2 separate regions of the Rattus norvegicus genome follow, and region 2 is linked to region 1. A link is a contact called in public Hi-C data. All regions are on one chromosome and are shown on one strand. The core of a region is the stretch at or near the end of the contact, and the rest is flanking DNA. Distances in the headings are between cores, read along the strand shown. Region 1 holds the start of Cables2 (Cdk5 and Abl enzyme substrate 2). Region 2 holds the start of Mrgbp (MRG domain binding protein).

Evidence for each region. A called contact is a pair of places that touch in the nucleus more often than the background predicts.
Region 2: a Hi-C map of Schwann cells shows a contact between it and region 1, with 10 times the contacts expected there. The contact joins the promoter of Mrgbp here to the promoter of Cables2 in region 1. A contact is called at or near these places in 7 of 12 Hi-C or Micro-C datasets (the A7r5 cell line, Schwann cells, frontal cortex and 4 more).

The regions. Positions count from the first base shown.
Region 1 is chr3:187,736,768-187,742,553 of GRCr8, forward strand. Cables2 (Cdk5 and Abl enzyme substrate 2) reads right to left here and starts at 3,113. Exons shown (of 11, transcript XM_008762589.3): 1 at 2,728-3,113. The coding sequence starts at 3,083. Rbbp8nl (RBBP8 N-terminal like) reads right to left here. Exons shown (of 15, transcript XM_039106759.2): 15 at 4,875-5,786.
Region 2 is chr3:188,073,419-188,079,813 of GRCr8, forward strand. It overlaps Mrgbp (MRG domain binding protein), which reads left to right and starts at 1,337. Exons shown (of 5, transcript NM_001173739.1): 1 at 1,337-1,510; 2 at 1,928-2,049; 3 at 2,894-2,975; 4 at 3,285-3,359; 5 at 3,744-4,744. The coding sequence starts at 1,363. The coding sequence ends at 3,931.

The sequences.
Region 1 (5,786 bases), core at 1,863-4,362:
AGAGGGGACTGGTTGTGCAGGCCTGGGCAGACCCAGGAACCACCTGCCACATGACAGGTTGCAGAGAAGCTGCAGTGCGGAGCCCATCCTGGGCAGCATGCACAGAGATCTGGAGCGCCTGCCTGCTAAGGAAACACAGCCACAACAGCATTTGTGTGGCCCCAGCTTCACAGAGGAAGAGTGGGGCCTCAGAGGCAGGGTCAGCAACTGGGCTGTCCTAGAGAACTGACTACTCCAGTGCTTTTCAGCCCCTGGTGAGTGGATTCTGGGCAGAGACTAATATCAGGGTGCCAAGTGGCTAAATAGCTTCTCTAAGTGGCTTAGGTGCTACTTAGGGCTGGCCTAGGCCCCTCCCTCTTCCAGATCAAAGCAGAGCAAAGCCTCCTGCCTCTAGGCTATGCCCAGCTCCTGAGGGTGGTGCAGTTGACTGCAATTTGCAAAGTCATTTGCCTGTGGGGACTTTCCCTTCTCCTTCATTTCTCTGGCGAGTATTAAGCAGGGCTGTTGAAATAGTTCCCCAAAAAGATCCATCAAGAGCCCTTGTTAGGGGCCTTACTTAGCTGCAGTCTAGGAAGGGATGAAAGAGGACAACACGCAGGGAGGAGACAACAACAATGTGGAGACAAGGAGAGGGATCAACACAGCATAAGCCAGCAGCGTGCAAGGCTTGTAAGGCTGTAGCATGGTCAGAAGCATCCCCAGGTTACAGCCTGACCTTCAGTGATTGGCATCCAGGGCTGGGGGTGGGGGGTGGGGGTGGGGGTGGAGGGGAGTGCTGCCGCCGAGAGCTACCGGGTCTGAGTCCTTTGTCACCATGGCTTTGGAGGTGCCCACACTGGTTTTCTGAGCAGAAGGCAGCAATGTGCAAGTAACTGGAATACACACTTTGAACCTGACCATAGATCCTAAAGATGAGCCTATGCCAGGCATGCAGTAAAAAGACGACAAACAGCCTGAAAGCCGCGTAGGAAACCAGCAGTGACTCTGGCTCTTGTTACTGAGTCCTCAAGGAGAAAGAGCTTCTTGTCAGCCTATTCTACAGGGCGGGAGACTAAGGCTGTAAGGGACCTACTAGCTGCTCAAGGTCACGGGGCTACTGGATGGAGGAAGGCTGGTCTGCACTCACTGTGACACAGCCCTCCGGAGGCTCTCCTACCCACCGGCTCTTCCTGCTGAGGGCCCGTGACCACAGAGGGTATCAACTCCCAACAGCTGGGCAGCAGTGTCAGGAGCTCAGAAGCAGAGCCCCAGAAGATGTGTGCCACAGGCAGCTGTCCTGTGGTCAGCAGCACAGGGATCAGAATGAAGTGGGGCAGAACTAGGAGGGAGGGCTAGGATGGCTGGCTCAAAGAGCTAGGGCGGCCGGTACCAAAGGGAGCCTCACCCACAAACATTTCAGCCTGCCTTTCACAAAGGGTCCAGCTAACACTCTGGGACAAATGACCCCTTGTCCCCAGTGGATCCCTCTATGTCCTGTGGAGAAGTATGACCTGGCCCTTCCTGTAGGCTAAGGTGGTGACCACAGAAAGTTGAGGCCCTTCCGTCCACAGACATGTGATGCAGGTTCAGTCAGATGTCAGGCAGCTTTTCCCACCACACTTGGGAGCCACCCGGCAGGAGCTCGGATGTATAGCGGTGGGGCCTGCCTGGAAAGGACTACAGTATCCAGACCTAGCCCCCATTGTCACTCTTCAGGTGAAGGCAGAGAACGCAAGAGGGGGCTGAGACCAACACGGAGCCTCGAAGCTAGAGTCTTCTGGGAAGTGGGGATAGCCTGGGGGTGGGGGGAGTGGTTAGGAATAAGAGCTGCCCTGGCTAGGCTGAGGGATCCTAGAATTGATCCAGGCAGGGGAGGAAGAACATGTCCATGTTGCAGGCCTGAGTCCAGCAGGTGTGGGACAGTGGGGAGGGAGGACTGGTCAGGTGTAAAAGGCTGAGAAGAGATGAATGAGACCTCGTGGGTAAGAGACTGGCATACACACTGACTTGGCCACACAGCAGGTAAAAAGTGTGTGAGTCCTGGTGTTTACAGTACTAAAGGAGTGGCCAGGGGAGGGATGCGTCCAGAGTCAGTTAGGCTGAGGCAACTCCGAAATCCATGTTCAGGGTACTCTCAAGATGAAGAACTGACCCCATATCCAGGAGCTGACAGCTTTAATGAAACTATTCCCTACATGTGGAGGCTGACCAGCTTCCATTAATCCCAAATTTGTCCCCTGTATTCTGGACTGATGCTACCACATCACCTCAGCCCCAGTCAAGGGCAGACGGGACTATAAGTCACTCTTGACTCTTGCAGGCTGTGGTGATGGGCCCTCAAGTACTAGAATAAAGGACCCTTGGACCCTGGCTCCTGCACTTGGGCTTAAGAACCCCCTTTCTTAGTCACCCAACACCTTGATCTTGGGCTGGTCATCTTGACCCTATGTCCTGGGCTGACCACTCCGGTTCACCCAGATCTCTGACAGCTAGCTGGTGGGTCCCAGGTGACCACACCTCTCTGTGGGGTGAATAGACCCACCTCATCCCAACCATGTCCAGGTCTGCCGAGCTTGTTGCTTACCCAAACCCACAGGTCAACTACCCTGTGAGCTGGGAGGAGGGACCTGGCTCACCACCACCCGTGCTCCGGGCTGCCAAGGCCATAGGTCATACAGCCAGCGTGCTGGTTAGGCCTCTAGGCCACTCCGACCCAAGAGTGCAGCCGCCCCTACCCAGCCCACTCACCTTTGGCGCTGCCCGTCCAGGCCGAGGCTGGCGGGCGCCGTCGTGGGGCTGAGCAGGCCCTGGGGCGCGGGCCTGGCTGGCAACCCCGGGAGGCCTCCGGGTGGAGCTGGCGGAGGCGCTGGAGCCTCGCGGGCCTCGGTGGGCGGTGGCGGCGGAGGCAGTGGCTTCTCGCCTCCCGGACCCAGGCTCGGTGGCCGTCCATCTAGGGAGATGTTGTTGAGAAAGAAGAGGGCGGCCTGGCGGCGCCGGGAGTCCCCGCGCCTTCGCGGCACGGCCGGCGGGTTCCGGGCGGCCGGCGCGGGCCTGGCGGGGCCGGGGGCCGGACCCGGGGCTCCTCCCGCCGCGGCCGCGGCCATGCTCGAGTGCGCCGCCGCGCCGCGCCGCCGCGCAGCTGCCCATTGGCCGCGGCGCGCCTGCATGCAAATGAAACCCCGTCACTACCGCCCATTGGCTGCGGCGCGTCTATATGCAAATATAGTTCCGGGGTCTCTGCCCATTGGCCGCGGCCCGCCCATATGCAAATATAATTCAGAGGTTCCTGTTCATTGGCCGCGGCGCGCCAGCATGCAAATGAGCCCCCTTTGAGCCCTTCCATTGGCTAGCGAGGTGTGCCGCGCCCCGGCGCTCCTCTGGGTCCTAGAGATGCTTGTCCTCTCTTTGTTGTGGGTTTGGCGTGGCCAAGAGACGCTACACTTGGCAAGATCGGTAGGTGCACCGAACCTATGTCCTGTTCTCCTGTTCAGTACGTAGTGTACAGGGCACCCAGCAGTGAATGCTCATTATGAGCTGCGGACTCGTGCGGGCCAGGCGTGGCCACTTGCTCCAGGGTGTTTCTTCAGCGCTGAGGTTCTTCCGGGCAGGTATCCATAAGCCCACAGCTTCCGGGCTGTGCCAGCCGGGCCACCTGGCTTCCGGCACTGACTGCGGAGGACACCCATCTATGTTCTGAGGACAGCTTGCATCTTCTTGGGTGCCTCAGTTGCAGCATGGACATGGTCTTGAGACTTCATGATATTGGAATTTCAGTTTTCTTCATGGAGGGTAGCCAGGACTTGAGTATACAAACCCTTCTGGCTTTCTACCGTGTATATGTCTGGTGAAGCCTGCCTTCATCCTAACACCATCTGCTCTTTCCAGCTCCCAAACTACGCGGAGTTCTTGTTTTTAAAGTGGGACCTTGGGGTTGGGGATTTAGCTCAGTGGTAGAGCGCTTGCCTAGGAAGCGCAAGGCCCTGGGTTCGGTCCCCAGCTCCGAAAAAAAAAAAAAAAAAAAAAAAGAAATAAAGTGGGACCTTGGTGTTTGGTGAATCATTGAGGATGCACAAGGGAACATCTCCCTGATGTTCTTTCTTGTGTATGGTCACTGCCGGCTCTGATCCTGTGACTGCTGCAGTGGGTACTGGTCTGGAGTTGGTTGAAGGACAGGGATCCCTAGGAAATGGCTTCTTTGCTTGGGAGGAGAAGCCATCGGTGGTCCACACTGCCAGTTCCCTCTGTGCTTTCAAGGCTCAGGCAGGCTGATTCTGCCTTCTCTCCTTGGTGTCTCCTTTTCATTCCTGCACAAGTAAGCTTACCCTTAACTCTGCTCTGCCCTCTCTTCCACTGCCTGTTCCAAGCTGGCCTCTGACAGGATGGGCAGGCTTCCTGTCTAGTAGAATGCAGGTCTTCGTCCATTTAGTTGTGGGCACTTCCAGAGAGTGTCATTTCTGTCAGGGAGCCATGGTATCTGCTGACCCGGAGTGGTGTCCTTCACACCCAGGCTGCTGTTAGCAGTCACTGTCTGCAAGTGACCACGGGTGCAACTCACCTTTCTGAGTTTTGGTCTCCGGCAGCATGACGGACTAGGTGTATGCCTAAGCTGCTTTGGGATGGTAATTGAGAGATAGTGGTGTTGGTCCTTGCTGCTAATGTGTACAGGAGGGACAACAAACTCACGGCTGACAGAAGCCACCGTCAAACAGGGATGGCAAGGAGGACCACTCCCAGCAGGGTGCCACAGGTGTGGACAGAGCCCTAGAGCTAGACCCCAATGTTGGCAGGCACTGTGGGACCTGTGAGGTGCTTGAGGAACATTTAGGCAGGACTTGGCCTCTTCTTGCATGTGGTGCTGTGGTTTGTTCCCTCACAGATCAAATCTGGCCAGGAAGTCGGAGTGAATAGAACATTACCGCTTGTGTTTATTCAATTTCAAAGCTCAAGAAACTTGCAACCGTTTGAACACACACATACACACACACTCTCATGCATGCACCTATGCACCCATGCATATACACATACATCCCTGGCTGGCTGTCCCTTGGAATTTAGTCCTTCTGGCCTCTCAGGTGGCGGGTAGAGAGGTCTGCTCAGTGGAGAATGGTACCTCGTCAAGCCTGGGCCTCACCCAGCCCCAGTGACAGCCTCTCCAGTTCTGGGAGTTTGATGCTGTAGTTCTTTCTACCTGGCTTGGCCAGCTCCGGCCTTTCTCACTCAGTTATGGTCAAGTGAGTTCTCCTTGGCCTTCACCCTGACCTTTTGGTGAGCATCTAGATGCTTATAAGAGCGTGCTAGGAACTTTGCCTGCTCGGCACACTTCTATTCACCCCTCAAAGCCCAAATTTTGGCTTCAGGTGCCACCTTCCTTGACCTCTCCGAGGCCACTTCTTCCTTCCTTGATACCCCACACTGGACCCTGACTGGGCGCTCTGTAGGTAGAGCTCGTCTTTGTCCTGGAAATGGCAACTCTTAAATTTCACACACACAGGGATTCCCCTAAGTTTCTTCAATAACGTCAGGATCCAGTGACCCAGGGCTGAATCTTAAGCTCAGAGACCCGCTTCACTAGCACCAGGTTAACAGTGAACAGGGGGTCTGCAGAACATAGGGGCTAATTTTGCTCTGTCTTCCTGTCCTTGGATCCAGCTAATCCTGGATCACCTGCCTAAATGGGTCAGTGCATCTGACCTCAGCTCTGCCAGATGCATGTTTTGGCATTCACAGTCTTCTCTGAGGCCTCTCACATCTGACCAGGTACTCTGCGCATGGCCTTCTTTTTCTTCCTCTTTGCAGGCTGCATTTAC
Region 2 (6,395 bases), core at 87-2,586, 330 kb after region 1:
ATACCCCAGAGTTCAGAGCTACAGTGGCCCCATAGCACAGAGAAGAACGTGGTCTTACAAAGGTTCTTGACATCTTAGTCACACAGCTGAGAGACATCAGTCAGGAAAGGGATTCTGATGCCTGCCCGTGGCTGAGGGTCAGGTGAGTAAAAAAGCTTGGATGGGTGGCAGGGTAGGGGTCATGGTACAGCTGACTGGGGTGACTCAGACCAGTAGGGACCATGTTCTTAAGGCTGCTGTGCCTAGCACTTGACCCTACCCAATCCCATGTAGAGATACTAACACCTGCCTGAAATTCTGACAGCCTCCACTGTAGGGACAAGATGGGGGTGGTAAGGCCAACAGGGCCCAGGTTTCTGTCTTTTGATGCCAATGAAGCACTTAATTCTGAAACTGTCATTTGCACCCAGGCCAGGGCTACTAAATGTGGTTGTTGGGTTTTAAAGTCTTTAATTATGGTGTGTGTGTGTGTGTGTGTGTGTGTGTGTGTGCGCGTGCGTGCGCGCGCGCGCGCGCATGCGTGCAAAAGTGTGAGTATACCATGGTATACATATAAAGGTTAGATACAACTTAAAAAAAAACTTATTTATATGAATACACTGTAGCTATCTTCAGACACACCAGAAGAGGGCATCAGATTCCATTATAGATGGTCTAGATGGTCGTGAGCCACCATGTGGTTGCGGGGAATTGAACTCAGGACCTCTGAAAGAGCAGTTATCATTCTGCCAAGCCATCTCTCCAGCCCTAGAGTAGAACTCTTAAGAATTGCTTCTCTCCTGCCCCCTCTAGGATCCAGGGGTGGAGCTCCAGTTACCAAGTCTGTGCACAAGAATCTCTATGGACGGACCATCTCACTAGCCCCTGGGTTTTTTGTTTGTTTGTTTGTTGTTTTTTAGCTATTTTTTCTTAAACAGTTTTCGTGATGTGTAATTTACATACTGCACAATTTATCACTGGCAAAGGGAGACACACTTCTAGCTGTGCAGCCTGAGTCTTTTCCAAGTTATCTACTCAGGTGAAGCCCAGATTTTTTTTGGGCCGTGTGTGTCATGCTATGCCGAATTGGCTGACTCAGAACTCAGAGAGATCCGCTCGCCTCTCCCTCTCTGAAGGCCCAGCTGGTGCATTTTTAAAGCATGAGGTTTGTTCCTGCTCCTCTCGGGACAGAGTCGTAGGCAGTAAAAGGGCCAACCACCAGGAGTCGCTGCTGCACCGGAAGCCAGCCTTCGTTGCGCCTGCGCGGACCCGGGCACGCGGCGTTCCCGAGCCCTGCGAGTGCGCGCCCTCCACACCAAGTGCGCCTGCGCGGAGCCTGTAGTAGCCTTTCTCGCGCCGGGCGCTCGTCGCTCGCCGGCGGCCATGGGGGAGGCCGAGGTAGGCGGCACGGGCGCCCCAGGCGATAAGGGCCCAGGCGAGGCAGCCCCGAGCCCTGCTGAGGAGACGGTGGTGTGGAGCCCTGAAGTGGAAGTGTGCCTCTTCCACGCCATGCTGGGCCACAAGCCTGTCGGTGAGCGCCGCGCCGCGCACCGGCGTGGGGGTGGGGCGGGATAAACCGTCGGGCGGGCTGGCGGAGCCTGCGACCCCGCACGGGCGGGACCTCCCACTCTGGGGTGCCCTGTTAGTCCAAGAGACCATGACTTTCCTTCCCGAGAAGCCCTCTCCCAGGGGACACTCCTGACTTCCCTGCCCTTGAGACAGTCCTACCCCAGGGAACGCCTCCATTCTCCCCGCCTCTGCAGCCCCTCTGCCCAGGACCCGCCTACTATACACCCTAACCACCTGCCTTGTGGCACCCTTCGTCCCCTTTGACACTTGACTCCTGCAACACTTGCACCTGTGGTTTGCACACTCCTGCCCCTCCTACACCCATGTCCTCTGCACAGAGGTGCTATCCTAACCCTCAACCCACTGTCCTGCCTCTCAGGGGTGAATCGACACTTCCACATGATTTGTATCCGAGACAAGTTCAGCCAGAATATTGGGCGCCAGGTTCCATCCAAGGTGATCTGGGACCATTTGAGCACTATGTACGACATGCAGGCACTGGTGAGTGGACCCTGGCCCACTCATTTGGGGGCTGAAGGTGGAGTCAAGTCCCGGATGCTGCCTTCCCAGAGTCCTCTGTGGTACAGGACAGAGCCCTCTTCTCACTTGGGGTTTGGTATGCAAAGATCTCAAAAGATGAGGCTCCTTCCTCAATCCTGCCTTGAAAAGCACAAACTAGGGATTCACTAACCACTTTCTCAGGACACCTACTTTAGATTGGTGGCACAAAGTGTCAAGGAGATAGTTGGGCGCTGAGATGATAGAGAAGCCTCAGCCACCGTAAAAGGCAGTAATAGGGTGCAGTGTCGGTATTGGGGTCCTTTGAGAATCTGTATACTGTGGGAGCTAGACTGTTCCTCTTCTGAGAGCAGAGAGGGTAGCTAGGTAACTGGTTTGGAGAGCTGGCAGTGTCTGACTCGTGTGTAGGTAACTAGTAACCTTGCTAGTCAGGTTTGTCTGCAGTGTCTGGCAGGCAGTGAGACTACGTAACCAGGATGGGTGGGGCTGTAGGGGCCTGTGGTTGGTCATGGCGCCCCTGGATACATTGTCCTGGTGGGAGTGTTACAATGGTGAACAGGTCAGGTCCTTGTGAGCACATCAGGGGAGCTGCTATGACTCCAGGGCTCTCTCGGTGGCATGAACCTGGTCCTCTCCTCTGGTTTGGTTTGGCTGGTGCTAGCCTGGCCCTCCCTAGTCATCTGAGAAGCCCAGCTGAGGTGGACTCTGCAAGCTGGAGCAAGGAGCCCCACCAGCTCGCAGCCTCCAGCCTGCTCCTCCGTACAGCTTAGTGAGCGGAGACCCTGTTTTCTGTTTCTTGAAAATACAAAACGCTTTGTGCCGGCAGCACGAGTCTGAGATTCTGCCATTCCCAAATCCAGAGAGGAACTTTGTCCTTCCCGATGAGATCATTCAGGAAGTCCGAGAAGGTGAGACTCAGCCACCACCAGGGCTGGGAATAAAAAAAGCCTCACCAGGCCAAAGGTGGGGAGGTCTGGGGCCTCCAGGGAGGTGTAAGGACCCTGCTCAGACCACGCCTCCAGTGGCGCCTGGGAGGTTTGGGGAGCCGAGGGCTGGGGCGAGCGGTGCTCAAAGGCAGTCTCCTGATGGATGCCGTCTTACGATGGACGCCGAGGCCTGTGTGGGCAGCGAGAGTCGGAAGCAGTCCTGGCCAGACCGTCCCCCAGCGCTGGCCACCACCGTGGGTTTCCAGTGAACGGCAGCTGTCTCCTCCACAGGAAAAGTGGTCATTGAAGAAGAAATGAAGGAGGAGATGAAGGAGGATGTGGACCCCCACAGTGGGGCTGATGACGGTGAGTGGAAGTGCCTTCTGGAGCCGTCACCACCACGGGCCAGCCTCAGGCAGAGTGAGGTCAGGAAGCTGAGAGTCAGGAGCGAAGCATCCCTTTCAGATGAACTCAGTGTGGGAGGGCCTCTGAGAGCCATGAGGAAGGGGCCGAGGCCAAGGCTGGGGGCCTCTGAGAGCCATGAGGAAGGGGCCGAGGCCAAGGCTGGGGGCATTGGGTGGGCTTAGACAGGAGACCCCCTGAGAGACTCGGTTTCTCTTCGAGCCCAGCTGTACAGGGCACTTACCCGGGGAACATACTGGGTCCGAACGCCTGGTTTCTCTAGCTGAAGAGGAAAATGAGATGAGTTTCTGGATATTCTGTTTTCAGCCAAATGATTTTGTTTCCCAGTTTTTTCATCTTCAGGGAGCTTGGGGAAAGCATTAGAAAAATCCAGCAAAGACAAAGAGAAGAACTCCTCAGACTTGGGGTGCAAAGAAGGGGCAGACAAGCGGAAGCGCAGCCGGGTCACTGACAAGGTCCTGACTGCCAACAGCAATCCCTCCAGCCCCAGTGCTGCCAAGAGGCGCCGCACATAGACACCTCAGCCCCAGGTGGCCAAGAGATGCTCCAGCTGCCTGTCCTCAGGTCCCTGGGTGAATGTGGCCATCCAGCAGAGATGCTAGTGGGGCTTCCGCTGTGTCATCAGACCTCCAGAGCACTTGATTGGTCCAAAAGGCCAGCAAGACCGGTGTCCACTCTGCTGGATGGTGAAGCCTCTGAGCCAGCCTCTTGCTTTCTCCTGGTCAGTTCCCTTATGCCCACAGTGTGTGGAGAAGAGCAGGTGCGTGGGCCAGAGGACCAAGAGTCAGCAAGCAATAAGACGTCACCCTCACTGTCCTCAGGAGCCAGGCATCCTCCCTGGGTGCCCAGTCTTTGCATCTGCTTTTCCTGTAAGACTCCATTGTGCACTGGCATCCAGAGAAGGTGTCTTTGGAGTTCACACAGCACACACTGTGCACAGAAGGCCTCCCCCATCTGGGAAATAGAACTGGATATTTTGCCTCATTCACTTGTACTGTAATAGTGTATATAATTTAGTTGGTATTTCACTATTTAATTTTTAAGAAGCCTATTTTACTAGTGTTTTGTATGAAGAAAAATACTGCAGAAGTTAAACCTGTGATGTGTTTTTTTGAGCTGTTTTGTTTTAAGGTAACTACTGAGATACGTCTGGCTGTTTTTATATGCCAGATACAGAGAATTTTTAGCGGTTATTTTTGTAATTTTAGTAACTTGGAAAAGACCAAATAAGGGGGTGGAACAAAGGAACAGCCATCAGGCTGAAAAGCCAGTGGCCTGATGGCTGAAGCACATTTTCATTTGCAGGATATTAAAGCATTAAAAAACTATCTTGGGAGTTGTGTGATTTGCTACTAAAACAAGTTGGTTTTTAAATTCTTCCTACAGAGGAAAGGGTCCCCCACTCTAGAACTCATAACCATAGGGTACACTTAAGATGACTTCTTGGCATCGCTGGATGCAGTAAGGTTATGAGCCTTCATCAGAGACTCTTAGGACACCCACCCCCAACTCCTGCCTACCTGGCCGCTACCTATTATCCTCCATAGCCAAGTCCAGCTGTTGGGTGGATGAGCACAGTGAAATGTCAGACCATCTTGACTACTGCCTGTGACTGAAACCGCCCCCCTGCCATCTGCAGGGTCCCAGGCAATGAGAACTGGCCTGCTGTGGCACTCCAAGCTGGCCTACATCAGCCACTTCTAGTCAGGGCAGTTGGGTCACCATAAACGTACCACTAGACCCAGCTCCCTGGCGTAGGGAGCATCCTGAGTTGACACAGGTGAGCTAGCTAGATGAAGTGGCAGCCCTGTACACTGCATTCAGACCTGGACCAGTGCTTGTGTGTTCAGTGCAAGAGACAGGGAAAGAGGTGTTACAGCATGTTTGGGGAAATGGCTTGGGGCCACTCCATCCTGTCCCTCCCCAGTGTCCACTACTAGAGGCCTGTTCTGTGGAAGAAGCCTAGCTGTTGAATCCACCACTAGCAGGAGAAACAGAGGGCAGATGGTGACGATCAGGACAGAGGTCCTCTCTGGTCAGGCTCACTCTTCTAAACCCATCTGAAAGAACAATCTAGGGCCATGAGAGCATGCCAGTAGGCCTGGTCAAGGCATTTGCCTTGAGGATTATTTTCTGTTTGTTCCCCAACAGCCCAGTGTCTGGATCTGAAGTCAAACCTGCTGCCTTCCTGAGCTATTCTGACCTTGTGATTCACAGGCATGGCCCTTTGTCCCTACGAAATGTCACTGACAACTGGGTCCAAGCAGCATGGCACACTGCCTCTTGCAAATATTACTGTCAGCCCATGGCATGTCCATCTTTCAGCTTTCTAGGACAGTTGTGGGAGAGGGGGCATTCACCCAAGGGACCCACTAACATCCCATGTACAATTTCCCTATCTAATGGCATTTAAACCAGGTGCCAGCCTGAGCATAGTCGGTGTCAGAAGCACTGGGGCAAAGATCAAAGACAGCCCAAGTTTACATTTTTACTTAATGAACATATGTATTTGTGTGGGTGCATGTGGAAATCAGAGAACTTCTTGCCTTCTACTATCTGGGTCCCAGGGATTGAGGGACATCTAAGTCTCTACAGTAGCCCATCAGTCTGATTTTGGTGGTTTTTGAGTTTCCAACTCAAGGGTTTCCAACTCTAGGGAACTTCAACAGGTCATACCGTAGTCTCTTACATACTGGACTGTCGCTAGAGACAATATATTTTTACTATGAGATTCCCAGAATATTACAGGTTCCTATCTGGTCAAGAAGTAAGGCCACACTTGAAGATCAAATACACACATACACATAACCTTGATTAACATTATTTGGAATACGGCTATATAAAAAGATTATTTTCTCTATGTAGGCAGCCTTCAAGCACATTTTGTCAACTGTCCCAGAATTCAGAACTCTCAACTGGTGAGAAACTTCAACCATGGTGGAATGCCGGTCCTTACCCCACTCCACCCCAACCCTGCTA